Linked DNA regions of Gossypium hirsutum: all the other regions are linked to region 2. Evidence: chromatin contacts called from public Hi-C data. All regions are on one chromosome and are shown on one strand. Each heading gives the region's core, a stretch centred on a gene start, on an enhancer-like site or on the middle of the called end of the contact. The rest is flanking DNA. Distances are from core to core; before and after follow the strand shown.

Region 1 (2,856 bases), core at 310-2,809, 130 kb after region 2:
AGTCCCCCTACAAAGTGGTGTCTTGGGGTACTTATAAGAGAGGTAAGGGCACAAGCGCAACCGAGTCCAAATGAAGGTAGAGAAATAACAATAGTATCCCCCCAATTGAGAGGTAGGTTATACAGTGGTCGTTCCTTGAGACCATTCATAGAGTGCCTCTTCATCTAATAGTCATTGAAAATAAAATAAGAGATGGTCAATTAGAACGGTTCACCCTTATAAGGAGAAGATCTATCCCTGATGAAGAGAAAGTATGAAGAAGTGCTTTTATTTTGAAATTCCTAGAAAATTCGAGTAGTTCAATGGGAGGTATAATGATTCCCGAGTGGTGTCCTCATTAAGGAGAGTGTATCCATTAATAGTGGATGGCTCCATTCGGGTGGTTAAGGATAGATGGTCACTTCTCACGGGTGATATGAGGCGCGCAAGTAGTTAATCACTGAGGAACCATCCAGGTTGTAGGGACGAAGGGCTACTTGCGGGTGCCTTTTCGATTTGTTTTTTATGTTGCCATGTGTCCCAGTTGGGGGTGGTATAACAATATTTTTTTTATTTTTAATAATTTATTTGATTTGAATCAGTTAGGCCGTTCAAATTAGGAACCTTGGGCCGCTTCAACTTGGCCGATTTTAATGTTAAAATAATAAAAAATAAAACTTATATTAATATTTAATTATAAAAATTAACACAAATTTTATATCAATTAATATAAATCAATATACAATTAATATTAATTTTTTAATCATCTATATTTAAAATGGGTCAATCGAAATGGTTGGGTTACATGTCCAATGAACACATCTTATTATCATTCAAGGAGTACATAACATTTTGTTTTTTGAAATTTTGAAAATATTTTTGGAACCAGACTAATGGTCGAACTGGTCAAACCAATCAGTTCCTATTTCAAATGGTCTGATTGGTTCAAAATTAATAAATTGTTAAAAAATAAAAAATATAAAAATATTAATATAAAAATTGGTTCAATTGTCGGTTCAATTGTTTATAAATTGATTCAACCACTTTGGATCAGTTTATGGATCAATTGATTTTTTACCCCTGATCGGGCCGAAAGTCTAGTTGATTCTCAATCCAACCAGTACCAAATTAGACAACATTGAATTTTGGAAAAAAAATTTATATATTTAAAATGATATTTTTAATTTTTTGAATTTTGAATTTTTTATTTTATAAATTTTGATTTTTAAAAATTATATTTTTCTTCTTTTTATTTAAAATATTGGAAAAAAATAAATTTTAAGTTTTTTTTTACTTTTAAAGGGTAATGACCAAATTGACAAAAAAATAAAAATATTGAGTGTTAAAAAAATTATTTTATCTTTTTATAACAGTCACTAATGACAAAATTAAACGGAGGGACCAAGGCCTTTAAATCAGAAAAATATAACAACTCAATGTCTCAAAATAAAAATCTAAAAATTAAATTTTAAATTAAAAATATAATCACAAAATATAAATACAGACCCATTATCGTGTCCACTAAAGGGATTTGGGTTATCCAAAATGAAGGATAAGGCCTATGAAGTTGACTGGTCCATTAGAAGTTGGACAATTTCTTTGATATGCTAATGGCTTAACTAGAAACCCATTAAAATTTTGAGTTAGGCATAAGCTCAAACACGGTTTCTTCTTCATATTAACAAGTAGAAATATCTTAGTTGAATTCAAATCACTTAATAGTGATTGGTACTTTCCCGTGTTATAATTTCAACTAAATGTGATTTTTTAGGATGTAATAATCAGGAATATAATTGATGAAAAAGTTATTTTATAATGTTTAGTGAACATTGAAAAGTATTAATTAAAATTATTGAAAAACAATATTATCATGTTTGGTTCATTAAATACTTTACTAAGAATATAATGATAATTGTCGATTGAGTCTTAGCTCGATTGATATGAGCATTGTTGTCAATGCAGGAGGACATAAGTTTAAGTGTGCTAAAGTGAATTATCCTCCTATTTATGGGTTGGGGAGGAGCACATATGATCAGAACTTATAACGAGATTGTTTCAAAAAAATAATATAATAATAATTTACAAACTTACCCTTATTAAATAAAAATAATATCCATGTGCTTAATATTTTACAATAAACAATAAACTTTATTAGTAATAAATCTTGGAATTAAATAATTAATAATATTTTAATTGATAATTTTGATTGAAAATAAAATTATTTCAAAATTATCTTGCATATATATTCTAAATATAACAATGCATACATAAAATCCTTCGTATAAAAAACTTGTTTTGGAATGAATACTATAATGAATTGAAACTCAAGTCAATATATTGAAAGGGAAAGATAAGAAAGCAACATAAAATAAATATAACATGTAAATGATTAAATATGTTTATCGAAAATAAATTTAAAAAAATTTACTTGTAAAGAATCCATTGAAATAACAAGAAAATTGGTTTACATTCAATTAATATCCTAAATCAAAAATAAAATGGGGCTAATCTTATCTTTAATATATTTTTAACTTTTCAACCTATACGAAAAAGTAATTCTTTTACCATTTATCATAAGAATTATATTGACATGTTTATAAGGAAGTAGTTTTCGAAGGAAAGTTAAATTTTAAAGAAAGTAATTCTTTTACATATCAAATTTTGACTCACTTTTCAACTGATTAAACACACAAAGATACCTTATATGTTAATTATTTGCAAAATAAAATTTAAGATAAAAAGGTGGCAATGGCAGGCACCTATGCTTTTTGGTGGAAACTTCAAGCATTGCCCATGAGGAAATTAATGACCCAATGTGCTAAATCACATGTCTTTTGGTTTGGGCACATGATCCACGCCACTCTACCTCAACCTAAC
Region 2 (2,811 bases), core at 12-2,511:
TTTGTTTAATGTGGTGTGAAGAAATTGGGTTTTGGAGGTTTAATAGAGGCAAGAAGCTGAACCTTGATAGAGACTGCATGTGCCCATAAAAGTAAATTGTTGGGATTAAGTCTCTTGTCTTTGATGATATAATATATCTCGATAGAAACTAAAAAGTATGAAGGAGGTTACTTCTGTGACTCTCTCGCCCTCAATACTTCCACTAACTACAATCCCATTTTCTTCTTCTGTCCAATTTTATCACGAGCAGTAAAACCATTTCTTTGTTGAACTATACTAAATCTCAAAACAAATCTGTTTTATGGTTGTTCAGCCATGAGAAAGACAAGAGCTGAACCTGCTTAAATGGGTCTTACTTGCAATGCTTTGTATGTTCTTGGTCCGCCTGAACTTGTTGTGATTGCTGGAGCAGCTGCTCTTGTATTTGGACCAAAAACGTTACCTGAAATTAGGAGTATTGGGAAAAACGTCATGAGTTTTCAACATATGCTCAATCTTAAATTTGGCTTTCATCTCTAATTGTATCTCAAATATCCAATGCTTTGAGAGCTACGGAACTAATTGGATTGTTTTGAAAACACTCATTCTATTGGATGTCTTGAATCCTTGCTAAAGTTTGCTCTACAAGCTTTGTTTTGTTAGAATCAAGAAGTGGAAGCAGATTACACAAAATACATCACTGAAATTTCATTGAACTTAAAGAACGAATAAATCAGTAAACCACAATAACTGGGATGACGAACAAATCCGTGAAATCCATTAGCAGCCGACTTATGATGATCAAATGTGTGAAAGACCGACCAGCGGGTACAATAACAAATTTCCTTACGATTTCTCCTACAACAACCATTGCAAGCCCATATTACTAACGCGCAAATGTTCTTGCGGTCCAAGGAATAAAAGGAGTTCAAAAAAGTATTCAACCAATGAAAAGAAACATGAGCTATAAAAAAAGAGAATTGCAATGAAAAAAAGAGAGATAATGGGTTCAGAAAACTGAAACTAAAACAGCATCCTAAATCTCAAAGTAGAGTCGTAAAGTAGCTTCCTTTGAGTTGGGTATTGGGTTTACCTCTAGGTTGCTCTTTGAACCACGGCCTATCTATTGTTTTGGAGAAAGATACTGGCATCTTTGGAGAGAAAGGTGAGGTCGCATGGGTGAGAAGGGTTTAAATTTAAAAACCTTTTTATTCGCTTGAAATTAATGCTTAAAATTTCGCAGCTATAGAGGTGGAGAGATTTACAAAGCTGACAACATTATTTTTTGTATTTAAAAGATTAATTAAATCCTTCTCAAACTTTTTGCAGCGAATTCAACCTCGATTAACAAAATTGATCAAATCCAATTAAGTGTTTTTATTAATATTCACGGTTACTATTTAATAACAATGCTGAACTCTGTGATAGTGTCATGTCAAAAAATAAAAAAACATTTTATAATTATTTTTTAAATAAATACACAATAAAAATGATTCTTCAATTTAATTTGAATTTGTACATACATTTATTTAGGTTTATTCTAAAATTATAAAAAAATTATAAAAACCAACAAAGTTTATAATAATTATTAGAAATTAATTAGCAACCATAAAATTTTATAATAAAATAATTTTTCTCATTTTGAAAAAAATTATTTTACTAATATAATTTATTTTTAAGTATATCAAACATTGAAATAACTTATTTCTATATTTAAGGACTTCATCATTATTTTAATAAAATTGAAGAAAACAATTTTTATAAAATTTTACAAAGACAATTTAATTTTTTTATAATTTTTTATGGTTTTTAATTAAATTCTAACAATTTTTTAAAATTAAATTCTTTCTAATTTTTTTATGGTTTTTAATTTTTTTTTCTAAATTTTCTAAATATTTATGGTTTTTAATTAATTTCTATCAGTTTTTTAAAAATCATGTTTTCTAAATTTGTATGGTTTTAATAAATTATTTTTTTTCTAAATTTTATAATATTTTATGGTTTTTAATTTTTAATTAAAGTAATACTTTCATAAATAAAATATTTAATAAAATAGTTAAAAAAATTTGACATTAACCATATTTAATAAAATGAAAGAACTTATAAAATTTATAAATTATAAACCAATTCATATTAGAATAATTTTTATCATTTCTATTTTAGTAAATAATATTATCAAATTTTAATATTTTAGTCACCCTTCCATTAAACCATTAATGGTGTCCTTTATTTATTTGCATAATAAAAAACTTAGCCCTCCAATATTTACAGATTCTATCAATTTAGTCCTAAATTAAAAATATCGAACAAATTTAGCCCTCAACTTCACACATTCTATTAATTTAGTTTAACTTCTTAAAAATTCAAAAGTAAAAAGTAAAAAAACTTTAAAAATAAACAAATTATTTAAAATTTCATTTTTTGATAAAAATATATAAGATTTTATAAAAACGCATACAAAATTATAAATAAATAAATACCCATTTTGTCACACCCTATATTATTTCTTTTATTAATTTGTGCGCAATAATGAAAACAAGAAAGTGTCTAGTTTAGTGGTTTAATGACTTCTTAGTTATCCTGATGGTCCAAGATTTAAGTCTTAATGTTCACACTCTTATAATTTTTTTATTACAATTATTCCATGTGACTTAAGTGCTTGTCGTCCACCCTCTTTGTTGCCTCAAATAAGTTGATTCCCTTCCCCTTTTTTGAGTCAAACTTGCTTTAAGTTGAGAAACATGATCCTTCTTTATGCTTTTATGTTCCCTCTCTTTCCTTTCACTTCATTCTTGCCTATTTGCTATGATTCAATGAACCTGGTTACAGTTC
Region 3 (2,797 bases), core at 8-2,507, 220 kb after region 2:
TCTTTCTAACTACAACCATTCGAGATGCACTCAACTTCGTCTCAATCAAAAAGACCACAGATGGATTTAAGCCTCGCAACATGTGTCAGAGACGTTGAATCATCCGAGGTCTCCTAAAACCTTGGATATTCCAACTTATGAGTTTCATTATGTCGGCTGGCCTACTTATCAAAGCTTGCCGATATCATAGTTTCTGAGTTTTGTGCCAAAATACCCATAATTTCCTTTGAAACATTTGAATCCCCATTCTCTACCTCATTCAGTTTCGTATGTGGCCTTTTAAAACCTTCCGAGTGATGAATCGGTGTATCCTCCCCCTTCACAAGCGACATTTCTTTGTCATAGTTAACATTACTGTAATGACCATTAAGTTCTAGCCCGTGTCTCCCTTTGGGCCTACAAGCCTCAATACCATCTCCTTATTCAGTTGAATTTGGGATACATTAGAATTCAAGGCACCCAAAACTCCTTGGTTTAAGGGATAAGATTTGAAAGAATCACCCTTAATCCCATCCGCATTGATTGTGGAGTTTCTAAAATTAATCCCTCTTCCCTCCCTTTCCTCAATCAACCATTTTCTCTTCCACATGGAAGCCCTCTACGACAGAGCGTGTAAAGAAATATCCCACAGAAAAACAATCTCATGCTTCGGTGTTGTAGCCTGCAATGGACAGAAACTTTTCCCATGGATTAACTTCCCACACAAAAAACAAAATAAAGATAGTTTCTCATAAGCGAAATGAGCTTATGCACATGTACAATTTGGAAGCATGAATCTCCTCTTTCTGCATAGTAGCTTACGCACATCCAATCTCACCCTGATATGCATGGCTTTCTTATTCCCTACTTGAGGCGTTATAACATCATACTTAAGAAACATCCCAATAGACTTTCCTAAATGTTTTGCAACAATTTTTGACATAAAACTATGTGACATATCATGAGCCAAAACCCAAAAATTAACCCAATTTAACTCAACACCCAAGGGGTTCTTTCCCTTCACCAGGCGGTGAAGAATTAGCAGACAGGAGTTAAAACTCCAAGGTCTATCCTTCTCAATTCTATCCACATTTGCTTCGAGGTAGAAACGAAATAACTAGTGACCCTCTTCTAGATCTGAAATGGAAAACCCTCCAATTGAATGCCAAACATTTGCAAGAGTCGTCCGAATTGCTTAGAAGTTTACAACGCTAGAAGTCAAGAAAATTCCCACAAAACAATTTTCATATGTAAGATCTTTCTCCACTGAATCCACTCTTAGTTGGAGTGTATCCTCCTCCTCATCTTCTAACGACAGATCCACTGTCGCTTTCTCCATTCAAAGTACACACTTTACCCAAAAATAGAGAACCCAAAGAAATCAAAATCACAAAGACATGCAAAAAAGCAGAGACTGCTAAAAAGCAGAAAAATACGTGCCAAAGCGACAAATAAAATATTTTTACAGCAGAAAACATGGAGTTATTAAACACTCTATTAGTAATATATTTATATAACTTTTTTCAAAATAATGGTTATTCATTAAAAAAAAAACTACCCCAAAGAAAAAAGTGAAAAAAAGAAAAGAAAGAACGAATGCACCATGCTATCAGTTATTCATCAAAAGAATATCGATACAGACACATTTGTAATACAATTTGGAGGTTGATGCAACCAAACCATATTTTGCATTAAACTCACATGAGCGACCACAACACATGTAGGAATCCACATTACATAAATCTTAACACGTTGGTCTATTATTATTATTGTTATTATTATATTCATTTCGTAATTTGAAGTTTTTATTTCGTAATCATATCGCATAATTTAAATATATGCTTTTATAAAAATAATTTATAATATTCAAAAGTTAATTATTTATACACGAGTTTCATTTATTAAAATTTAAAAATAGATGTTTGTCTATAATTAATATCAAATCGTGCAAAAATGATTGTTCATGCACCTTGGGCCTAGGTTTTAAATTCACATGTACCTTTTTGTCTATTAATTGTATTCAGAATCGATGACACGTTTGATACGACAAATTCTCGAGAACCATAATAATTTAATTCATCCACCTAAATGATCCCAAAAGTTACACCAATCCAATTTTAGGACCCATTTTTTTATCTATTTCTTTTTTATTAAAATTTTCTATTAATCCCTGTACTTTGTAAAAGTTATAGATTTAGTCCTTATACTTTAATTTAATCATTCTTAGCTCCTATATCTTTTAAAATTTGAAATTTTAATCATCGCCAAATAATAATTGTTAAATTCATTTTGTTAAGTTCTGTTATTTCTAAAATTTGATGTGACAAACATATCATCATATGTGCAATACTATATGAGTTTGTTATTTCCACATGTTACTCACTAAAAAATTAGTAATGGATTAGCAACTTTCATTTTCCTCTAGATTGAAATTTCAAAATTTGAAAAATATAGGGGCTTAGAATGATTAAATTAGCGAATATAGACTAAATTCATAATTGTACGCATAGTACAAAACTAGTAATTGAATTTAAACAAACTGATTTAACTATTTCTATTTTGATCAGGTCTAAAATTTTAAATTTTCAAAAGTATAGGGACTAAAATTGAACAATTCAAAAAGTACAGGGACTAAAATGATCAAATAAAAGTATATGGACTAAATCTATAAAATTTTCAAAGTATAGGCACTAATAGCAAAATCTAACCTTTCCTTTTTCCTTAAATATTAAGAAAATGCTGCTATTTCTAAAAAAAATAGGGGGCCTTAAAAAATAATTTTTTTTTGGTGAAGCCAAATAATTTGATGCCACCAGTT

Evidence for each region. Hi-C and Micro-C count contacts between places; a contact is called where the count stands out from the background.
Region 1: a Hi-C map of leaf shows a contact between it and region 2, with 3 times the contacts expected there. The contact joins the enhancer-like site here to the promoter of LOC107913617 in region 2. A contact is called at or near these places in 14 of 34 Hi-C or Micro-C datasets (anther, callus, fibers and 2 more).
Region 3: a contact with region 2 is called in a Hi-C map of fibers, with 1.7 times the contacts expected there. The contact joins the enhancer-like site here to the promoter of LOC107913617 in region 2. A contact is called at or near these places in 12 of 34 Hi-C or Micro-C datasets (anther, callus, fibers and 3 more).

Annotation. Positions count from the first base shown.
Region 1 is chrD11:50,952,387-50,955,242 of Gossypium_hirsutum_v2.1, forward strand. No RefSeq gene overlaps it. Among protein-coding and RNA genes, the nearest start is that of LOC107913614, 26 kb to the right of the region's middle. Within about 2 kb of position 1,560, at least 1 of the 9 cell types and tissues checked has an H3K27ac peak or open chromatin away from gene starts, as enhancers often do. A contact at or near this core is called in leaf, where this site is marked.
Region 2 is chrD11:50,819,893-50,822,703 of Gossypium_hirsutum_v2.1, forward strand. LOC107913617 (pentatricopeptide repeat-containing protein At3g18970) reads right to left here and starts at 1,262. Exons shown (of 5, transcript XR_005920559.1): 1 at 1,073-1,262; 2 at 1-442.
Region 3 is chrD11:51,043,439-51,046,235 of Gossypium_hirsutum_v2.1, forward strand. The region is part of intron 1 of LOC107913613 (a long non-coding RNA gene); the gene reads left to right. Among protein-coding and RNA genes, the nearest start is that of LOC107913613, 5.6 kb to the left of the region's middle. Within about 2 kb of position 1,258, at least 4 of the 9 cell types and tissues checked have an H3K27ac peak or open chromatin away from gene starts, as enhancers often do. A contact at or near this core is called in fibers, where this site is marked.